Linked DNA regions of Lactuca sativa: region 1 is linked to region 2. The links are chromatin contacts, called in public Hi-C maps. All regions are on one chromosome and are shown on one strand. Each heading gives the region's core, a stretch centred on a gene start, on an enhancer-like site or on the middle of the called end of the contact. The rest is flanking DNA. Distances are from core to core; before and after follow the strand shown.

What was found. A called contact is a pair of places that touch in the nucleus more often than the background predicts.
Region 1: a contact with region 2 is called in a Hi-C map of leaf, with 2.6 times the contacts expected there. The contact joins the promoter of LOC111883351 here to the promoter of LOC111896617 in region 2. A contact is called at or near these places in 2 of 4 Hi-C or Micro-C datasets (both in leaf).

The regions. Positions count from the first base shown.
Region 1 is chr2:153,888,834-153,894,627 of Lsat_Salinas_v11, reverse strand. It overlaps LOC111883351 (protein DETOXIFICATION 27), which reads left to right and starts at 3,290. Exons shown (of 8, transcript XM_023879675.3): 1 at 3,290-3,712; 2 at 3,791-4,332; 3 at 4,493-4,579; 4 at 4,997-5,053; 5 at 5,147-5,385; 6 at 5,476-5,594. The coding sequence starts at 3,398.
Region 2 is chr2:153,756,191-153,761,379 of Lsat_Salinas_v11, reverse strand. LOC111896617 (UDP-glycosyltransferase 88B1) reads right to left here and starts at 2,332. Exons shown (of 1, transcript XM_023892594.2): 1 at 1,604-2,332. The coding sequence starts at 2,332. The coding sequence ends at 1,604.

The DNA.
Region 1 (5,794 bases), core at 2,041-4,540, 130 kb before region 2:
TCCGGACTTCGGTCCGATGCAACTAGTTCCGGACTTCGGTCCAATGCAGTTAGTTCCGGACTCCGGTCCGATGCAGGGGACAAGGTCCCAGTTAGTTCCGGACTTCGGTCCGATGCAGCTAGTTCCGGGCTTCGGTCCGATGCAGTCAGTTCCGGACTTCGATCCGATGCAGTCAGTTCCAGACTTCGGTCCGATGCAGCTAGTTCCGGACTTCGGTCCGATGCAGTGGGCAAGGCCCAGTATGTGTTTTATATGTTATTGCATGGTATGTGGTACATTGGGGGAGCTCACTAAGCTTCGTGCTTACGGTTTTCAGTTTTGGTTTCAGGTACTCATTTTTCAAAAGAGGAGCTCGAGAAGATTGTAGTGCACACACCATAGTCAGTTAGCATGGGAATGTTTGACTCTGATAATGAGATTATGTTTTGAATTAACACTCTAAAAATTATGTTATGATTTATGATACAGTTTTGTAAATATGGTTTTAGTAATGTTTTAAAAGAAATTTTTAGTCGTGATTTTTGGGTCGTTACAATAATAATATACTATATCATTGAATATGTACACTATATCATGTATCATATTCTAAACGAAATATGGAACTAATTGAGTAGTTCAACAAACAAAAATCAAAGTAGACTACAATATTCTATATCTGTACATGTAGAATATCCAGAATCCAAACTAAATAATCATTAGTTGAAACGAGTTCATTGCTTGAGTGTGATTCTTTAGCACCATCATTAATTTAACCTACAAAAAAGTATTCCATTAATATTTACTATTGTATAAATATTTACAAAATTGTATTCTAAACTTAATTTTTTGAATATGTAAGGGCCTATGAGTAATGGTTTTCAATTATTCTAAAAAGAATAATATAGTATGTACTATGCAATGTAATAAAAAATATGATGAAATGGGACCAAGTACCACTTCTGCTTCATGCTAAACTAGTCCAAATTCATCTTTTACTTCACATGCTACTGACAATGAGGATAGTAACTAACCTAAACCTTTCACTCAGAAAATCAAAATAATAAAAACAATGAGGAACCATGTTTCAAGCTTCAAGCATCAACATAGTCTGAGATTTCCCAACAATGATTACACCAATCTTTCATATATACACCATTTAGTGTACCTGTCTAAATATGATGGAAAAAGAATAACATTTATATCAACAAGAATATGATTTAATTATTTAGAGGAAAACCAAAGATAAAACGTGTTCCAAGCTCCAAGCATCAACATGGTCAGATATTTCCCTACGATGCAAGCACCAATCTTTCAAAATCGAAACAGGCATAAATATACATCATGATACTTAAAATAAAACATAAAACATACAATTATTCTAATCATTATAATATACAATTCTATCAGGATTTATACAAAATTATGCTAAAATCAATCTCCAACCTTTTGTGTTTGAAAAAAAATCATATTTAAACAAAATAGTAGTGAAGCTAATATGAGAAGCAAACATTATATTATTTTTCACCAATTGTGACTCATGTTTTGTAAGTATACACATATTCTTAAAGAGGACTTAAGTCGTAGGAAGGAGGGAGGGATACATAAGACTCGTTATTCATTCAGGACTTTCATCAAACAAGTAGAGTGCATTTTTAGTTTAAGAGAATTTGCTCAATAATAATAATTTTTTGTACATACCTCATTAATTTATAGAAAGAATGCATATTAGCTTAAAGATTCGCTGTTGTTGCTTGCTTTTCTTTAAGTAATATGTGCTCGAATGCGTAGGAAAAAAATATATCTTGAAACAAATTATTAATAGCTAAAATCAAAGCCTCTAATTGAGAATACATCTAAGATGATGAATTGCTGAAATAACAGATTTGGTTGTAAAAAATCAAAGCTAGAAAACTGTTGGAAATCGACATCAATTAATGATCGTTTTGATGATGATGATGAACTGATGAAAATTAATGAATAGACTAACAATCGAAACTTGAAGTTCTTGAAGATCATACTTTTAGTTTCGATTTCATCAGGTGAAAGAGATAACTTTCTGCGGAGGATTTGATCGATTTGGTTACGATTGATAAAATCATCAAAAGAATGAGACGACATCTTGTTACGTTAAATGATGAATAGGAGATAAAACATGACTAGTTATTATGATCATAACATTGACTAAACTGCCCTAAGAATTTAATTAGACACCTTAATCTGGGTTATTTTTTAGCCACAAGATCAGTTTTGATTAAAGGCTAATATTTGGTCCTCATGTCTCACAAAATATAAATGGTCTCAAATGAACGTATATATATATATATATATATATATATATATATATATATATATATATATATATATATATACTCTAATAAATGAAGGTTTTTTTTGCCACATGTCATCTTTTCATTCATTTGGACACATGATATTTTGTAGAATTTTTAAATTTTCTATTTTCCATTTGTCATTTTATTGTATTTTTCATTTTATTAAATTAAAATTCCACATTTAATATGTAAGGTAATATACATAGAAGGTATTTATTAAAAATGGTGTATATATGTAATGTATTCAATATATTAAAGCCTCATTAATTTTAATTATTCAAAAAAATTCTCATTTTTCTTACAAATTCAAAATTTTCAAATTGTTAAAATTTCATATTTATTATTTTTTTAAATAAACTCATGTAATACATGGGTCTCACACCTAGTATATATATATATATATATATATATATATATATATATATATATATATATATATATATATATATATATCCCTATTCTAATAAAAGAATATTTTAATCTCTTTTTGACATGTGTTATCATATTAAACCTCATAATTAATGTAGATTTTATTCTTTTTATGACATGTATCATCGTATTATACCTTCTAATTAATGTATGTTACTTGTCAACTTACTAATTTTTAATTTCAAATTTTAAAATTTAAATTTCCTACTCTAATTACATTAAATTAATAACATTAGAATAAAAATTAAAATAAAATTAATATAAATTATAAGGTGATAAAATTTCATATATTTATTTAAATTAACGATTAAATTTTATATAACTAAAAAAATATCAGTTAATTAATAATTTATTTAAAATAATTGATTAATAATTTTGAGATCACTGATAAAATTTAATTAATTTTATAACCATAGTTTCCAGCATTATAAACTATATAACGGTATATATAAACCTAGTCAAGTATAATATTATCTTTGTCTATTCTAGGTTACTAGGTACAAAAGTTGAGCACGTCTACACTATCATAAAAAGAAAATATGAGTTAAATACCCAGGTCCAACGCATGAAGTCTTCTATATACACACCCCTCTCTCTCTCACATGTGACAGAGGAATTCAAGTAATAAATTAGAGAAAAAGGGAGGATAATCGAGAAAAATGGCGGGCATCAAAGGCACTGGTAGTCGAGTCGAGGAGCCAACACTTGTACCCTTGTTGGATCATACATCTTCAAACGTCGACTTGGTTTCAAAAACTTCAGACCAGCAAGACCTCGATCTCTCATTTCGACACCGGTTCTTGATTGAATCCAAGAAGCTATGGCACATAGTCGGCCCCGCCATCTTCAGCCGCATAGCCTCCTACTCCATGTTTGTCATCACCCAAGCCTTCGCCGGTCATCTTGGCGATCTTGAGCTCGCCGCCATCTCCATTGCCACCAGTGTCATTGTCGGCTTCGACTTCGGTCTTTTGGTAATATCTTTACTCTTTTCGAAATTTTGATTTCTGTTGATTTCTCTGAGATTCTAAACATTTTCATGTGGGATTTAGTTGGGGATGGCGAGTGCTTTAGAGACGTTATGTGGACAAGCATATGGAGCGAAAAACTATCGAATGTTAGGAGTGTATCTACAACGCTCATGGATTGTACTCTTCTTATGTTGTATTCTACTTCTACCGTTGTACATCTTCGCTTCACCGGTGCTGAAACTGCTCGGACAACCGGCAGACATATCGGAGCTCTCCGGTAAGGTGTCTATGAGTTTGATACCACTCCATTTCAGCCTTTGCTTTCAGTTCCCATTACAAAGATTTCTTCAGAGTCAGCTTAAGACGTATGTGATTGCGTGGGTGTCACTCGGTGCGCTGGTGGTTCATTCGGTGATGAGTTGGCTGGTTGTGTACAAACTTCAGCTGGGACTGGTTGGAACGGTGGTGACTCTGAACTTCTCATGGTGGCTGATCGTTATAGGGTTGTTCTGTTTCTCGGTATTCGGTGGTTGCCCGGAGACCTGGGGTGGGTTTTCCATGGAAGCCTTTACTGGACTGTGGTCATTTGTCAAACTCTCCGCCGCCTCCGGCGTCATGTTGTGGTAATTATCTCAGTTTCCGGTGCTTGGATTGACATTCTGTAACTATCGTATCTTTCTTGCAGCCGTATCAAAAGATTCGAAAAGAATCTAGTACCTTCGTACGATAAGACTCATGAAGCTTCATTTATTTAACACGAATGTCTTTTTTCGAAAATTGCAGTTTGGAGAACTGGTACTACAGAATACTGATCGTGATGACTGGGAACCTTGAAAACGCAAAAATTGCTGTGGATGCTTTGTCTATATGGTAATAAATTAATAATTCTCGTGGTCTAAATTTCTTTATTTGTATCTTTTGTGTGGTCGTTTTGTTTTTGGTTTTCATTTCTTTATATCTTGTCTTTTAGCCTTTTGTGACCTAAACTGTCTTTCTTGTATGTCCACATATTACAATTATCGTTGTTTTGGTCAGTGATTACATCACGTTTTTTGTTTTTTTTCTAATTATTTTTTATGTGTAAAGAGTTTTTTTTGGAAAAAAATAGAATATATTAATAAGTAACGCGGACGATGAAAAATCCTACTTGACATATACCATATTCGGACTGTTTTTATGTGGACCCATGATATATATAATTTTAAAAGGTATTAATGTATCATATACATAAGTTTAAATTAAAGATCAGTCAAAATTAATAAATGTTTATATGTTTTTATTGTGTAGCATGTCTATTAATGGCTTCGAACTCATGATCCCTCTTGGATTCTTTGCTGGAACGGGGTATGTTTGTTAACATTTAGATTCATTTTTTCATTTTGCCATGTCTGAAAATGTATCTAATTACATGTAATTATTAATACTTTATATGAACAGAGTTAGGGTTGCAAACGAGTTAGGAGCAGGAAACGGGAAAGGTGCTAGATTCGCTACCATAGTTGCAGTTACCACATCTGCAGTGATAGGCCTCTTCTTTTGGCTCTTGATCATGTTATTCCACAACGAGCTAGCGTTAATATTCACCAACAGTGAACCTGTGTTGGATGCTGTAAGCAAGCTTTCACTTCTCTTGGCTTTCACCATTCTTCTCAACAGTATTCAACCCGTTCTTTCAGGTAAACACCTCCTCATTTTAAATCAATATTCTCTCGGTTTTTCAAAGCTCTACAATCACTAATGCACAAACTATGTAATCTGATATATAGGTGTTGCTGTTGGTTCCGGATGGCAGTCATATGTAGCGTACATTAACTTAGGTTGCTACTATTTGATAGGAGTCCCGATGGGACTTGCCATGGGATGGCTTTTCCATCTCGGTGTCATGGTACAAGTTCTTCTCTTACAAGTGACTGAAATTTATTGGACTCGCCTAGATGTCACATGACATGACTAGATAGGCTTGATTATAGGGTCATTTTCTAAAGAGGATCGGTCCTTTTGTCCTGTTGATATTAGTTTCATTGAGAGTATAATGTACAATATGTCTTCATGTCATGTCATTTGTGACCTTATTTGCTTTTTTTT
Region 2 (5,189 bases), core at 1,083-3,582:
AAACCACTCTCGAACGACAATGCATCGTACTTGTAAATGCAGCGTTACGAGTAGTCAACGCAACGAATCAAGGGGCAATGTTATGGGTGAGAGTCGTGCCTCACCATGTGCATTGGGTCGACCTAGTCACGTTAGTAGCGAACAAGGTCTTTTAAAAGGGAAAAATGTAGGAGAGTTTAGACCCATGTTAGCGATGGACATAGGAGTAATTATAGCGATGGTAAAATACATAATTACTATAGTGAAATGTCAATAATTAATATATTCATAATATGTTAATAAACGGAGCATGATTGTTTGGTAGGAATATGTAGTATGGGTGCTTCTATGATTAAATGTATTGTATGATATATATGCATGTTTCCATACCTATACCTATGTATTTGAGATTGACTCGCTATACTGATGCAAATACTTGTTTCTTTGCTTGTTTTGGACCTTGCATTGAAACATGTAGCTTGATTTTTTTGGCTTGGTGAGGTTAGGGTAAGTTTTGGGGTAGTCACTTTTAACAATGATACCGTTTCGACATGTCGTGATGTTTCAGTTACATTTGGTTTTGGTATTTTTTTTGGAAACACTTTTACAAATTACGTTTTGATGGATTGGTTTTGAACGTTTTGAAGTAAGTAATGTTGGTGATATTTTATAAATAACTAATTAAGACTTTTGTTGCTATAATATGTTAAATGATGATTTAAATAAAAACGAGATGAAAAATCACGATGTTACAGATATTTGGTATGGTGATATCCCTTTGAACGAGAGATTTCCTAATATCTATGTTATGGAATCTAATAAAGATTGCTTGATTAGCAAAAAGGTACAATTTAATCATGGTATAGATAATCAATTGAGATGGGAATGAGCGAGACAACCGATAAGGGGTCAGGAAGAAAATCAACTATTAGCACTACTAGAAAAACAGCCTTTTACGACGCGCAAAACACGACGCTCTTTAATTTATGTTACGCATTAGAGAGTGACATTAAAAAAGTATCATCTCTTCAAAAATTTTAAGGATTTATGTCGCGCATTACTGAGTGCCTTTAAATTAGTGTCTCATGTAAAAATATTAAAAACACGGAAGGCACTTGTGCTTCATCTGTGAATGTCGTTTTATATTTTTTTTAAGAAACGCGCGTGTCCGAGGGAAAATGAAATCCCCAAATTTTTTAAACCCCCATCTTCTTCTCCCTCGTCTCCACCCCTCATCCACATCCACTGCCTCCACCCCTCAGCCAAATTACAAATGGATGGTAAATTAAGGTTAAGGGTTTGAGATTTCTTCCAAATCGACCCTCACACCAAATGGTTCGATCTCCTCTCTTTTTACCTTGTTCGTTCTACTGATGCCTCCACCTTCTACCATCGATGTTGATCTTCGAATTAGCAACAAGAAGCCCTAGGGCCTCTTCCTTCACCCACCTCCAGCACCTCCAACAAGAAGCCCTAGGTCCCCCCGCCTTCACCCACGTTCTCACATGTTAAAACACGCCATCCCAAAATTGGAAAAACTAGGGCTTTTGTGCTTTGGATCTCACAGGAAACAAGTTTTCCTCGTCCCCACCTCGCCCATCCAAATTCCTTCTTCTTCAAATGATTAAATGTTCTTACCTCTCAATCGTACCTGAATCAATATCTCTGTCTCTCTTGTGTCTATTCTCTCAACCAAATACACTCGATTCATCTTTTGTTCCGCATACAATGGCCATGCCACCAGTGGCACCCCAGCTACCACCGCTTCAAGCACCGAGTTCCACCCACAATGACTCACAAATCCACCCACGGACTCATGACTAAGTATCGCCGGCTGTGGTGCCCAATTCTTCACCACCATCCCCTTATCCCCAATCCTGCCCTTAAACCCGTCAGGAAGAATCGCATCCAGACCGACTTCTTTATCACCACCGGAATTCGAGTCGGTTTTTTTGTCATCTGGTGGCGGATCTCGAACCACCCACAAGAATCTTTGCTCACTTTTCTCTAAACCAATAGCTATTTCCTTCAACTGCTCCTTCTTCAACACACCCTGACTCCCAGAGCATAAAAACACTACACTTTTACTCGGTTGTGAATTCAACCATTTTAAGCACTCGTTTTTGCTAGGATCCACATGATTTCCACCGACGATCAAAGGTCCGATGAAATAAATAGGCGGAGTTGGACCGTTGGGGATGCATTTACTTTCCCGGAGCGCGTCAACAGCCCTTTCTTCAAACCCCACGAAGGTGTTTGCCATTGGGGATGCAAATTCATCGTCTTCTTCAAAACACCCTTCCAAATTTCTTAATTTTGTTGCTCTTGGCAATACCGTAAGTTTGTCATACATGCGCTCTTTTGATCCAACTACTTGCTTTTGTGTTGATTGACTAAGTCAGTGGATCTCTCGATATGTTTTTGTTGTGATCCCTATTTTTGATGGATCTTTTTCTAAATGTAGTTGGGAACTATTTTTGCTTAGATTCCAATTTAGCATATAGGTGATTCAAAACTATTGCTTGCAGCAGAAACTCATCTACTGTTGCTTAATGCCATATGTCGAAGTATTAATTTGCATTATGCTTTCTACTAGATCAAGCTCCACTCATCAACTGCTAGGGGTCTACTGTTTAGCTAATCATGGAGCCAATCTGATCTTGCTAGCCTACCCTTTTGCTTTTTCAGGTTTACCAATTTATGGATCTTAAATAGTTCATTTCTAATTATGGGCTACCAATTGTTCAGAGTACAGGTAAATCAGCAGTTTTGAACAGTTTGATTGGGCATCTTGCTCTGGTACGACCTTCATTTTTCTTTATTTTCATATTCAATCTGGACATATATATTCACTTTATGTTTTTTCTAATTCATTATGATAACAAAACAAGTCATTTCAATTTTCAAATTAAGTTGAGCAGCCAACTGGTGAAGGTGGTGCAACTCGTGCACCTATATGTATTGAATTAAAGAGGGATGGTAACTTAAGCAGCAAATCAATTGTAATGCAGAATTGCAGATTGATAGAAAATCCCAACCTGTGTCTGCAAGTAAGTCCTCATGTCATACTTAAGGGCTTAAGCCAATTCGACACACACATACACACACATTTAGTAATAGGGTTCTATATATATATATATATATATATATATATATATATATATATATATGATTATTGAATCTGAATGCTCTTTTTGTCCACCAACAGGTGCTCTTCGACACTCATTACAGGATAGGCTTAGTAAAGTTTCAAACAAGAGTCGGGATGAAATATTTTTGAAGCTTAAAACAAGTTTGGGTGAGTCTGTTTGCTTAAAAATATCAAGAATTTGACAAATGCATCATAGTAATTCGGTTTCTTTTTATACCACTTAGGCTTGATTGTTTGTTTGCTTCATTTTTTTTTAAAAAAAATTCTATGTTTTTGACATATTCGAGATACAATTTAATTCCTTGTTTGATGTATTTCACTATTCCTAGGGGAGGGTGAATCATAATTCATTTTATTTAGTTTTTTAAATATTTTTAGTTACAATCTTTGCAGGATATCTCTTTAGGAGTCGCGATTGGCTCCTCAACACAAATATATATGTTTGTTGTACGTGTTTTTTTCTCTGTATATTAAAAGAAAGGTTAATTTAAAGAAATAGCAGCATAATTTAAACAAATACTAACTTTTATTTTAAAATTTTTGTGTTTGTAACTGCAGATTCCATTTGTGTGGTTGTTGGGTGGATCATGGGGCGTCCTTTGGACCTAAATTTTCAACTTTTTGAGACAACAACTCTTATTATGACAGTTCTAGTAGTGGCTTTCATGTTGCAAGTAAGCCTCATATTCATATATTTTTACAAAAATTTGATTAATTAAAATTTTCATTTAAAAATGGTTCTTTTATATATTTGTAGGATGGAACATCCAATTACTTCGAGGGAGTAATTCTTGTGTTTTGCTATTTGATAGTTGCTGCAAGTTCTTTGTACATATAGACCCTCTATCTATACGTAAGTTATAACCATTGTTCTCTTTCATTTGACTTTTGACTAGACCTTTTTTCTTCTACATTGTTTATGGAACTGACTTTTGTCTCTGGTTTTGCAGAAGATAAACCTTAAAGCTTTGAATCCGTCATAAAGAGTTTCAAGTCAATTGTATGTTCTAGTTTGACTTTCCTTGATGGCATATAGTTATTATTATTCCAAACTCTCAACAAAGAGACTTGTATTATGCAGCTGTCTCTCCTATTGTTTTTGAGGTTCTTGAGGGCTAACCATGCTTCCTTTTTCTTCACTGCTTCTTCAGCAATGGAATGGGACCTATCTTCATTATCACAAAGTTGATCCAAAGCAAACATACTATTTATCCATGGAGTTTCTTCAAAGGCGAGCATTGACTAATGCCATTGGGAATCTTGATATTCAACATGCATTTTCCAGTGCTTTGAACAAACTGGGACATGAACTTGAAGAAATCACTGAGCAGGTAATCCTTTAAAATCTTTCTAACATAATTAATATGTTCTATTTTTTTAACTATTGCATTATAAAAATTTTAGGAGAAAGATATGGCACTTGGGAATGGTGGTTTACGAAAATGCTTACATCATCCGAGAAAATCTTGAAGAAGGAAATGGCTGCAGTAAGAGCTGCTGTTGGGCGATCTGTTACTCAAGTTATCGAAAAGGCAGTCACCACACCTATCTCAGAGGCTTTCCAGGTAACTGATTTTAACATCCAATTTCTCATTTAAAATTAAAAAAAAAAAACTAATTTAAAGTCTAAATTAGCATGCAGAGAGGCATAGGTGATAATGTTATAAATCAGTTGGAAAAAATAGTTAATACTAAGCTTGAAGCAACTGTTTCAAGGCAAATTCAAGTCCAATTTCAAACATCTGGAAAACAAGCTTTACAGGTATGTGATACAACAATAATAGATCTTTCTAAAATATAAAATGATGAATTTTGTTTTTTAAATTCTAAACCCTTTTTTACAGGAAGCACTAAAGATAGTATGGAAGCTTCTGTTCTTCCTGCTTACGAGATGTCCTGCAAAACAATGTTTGACCAAATTGACTCCACATTTCAAAAAGGAATGGTTGAATTTATACATTCACCTTTAGCATTTGCTTTGAGGGTAAGAATACTAGAAAGCACAATTCCTTCCTTTTTTTTGCTTCTTTGATGTTCATTTTTGTTTTTTTTTTTTCAG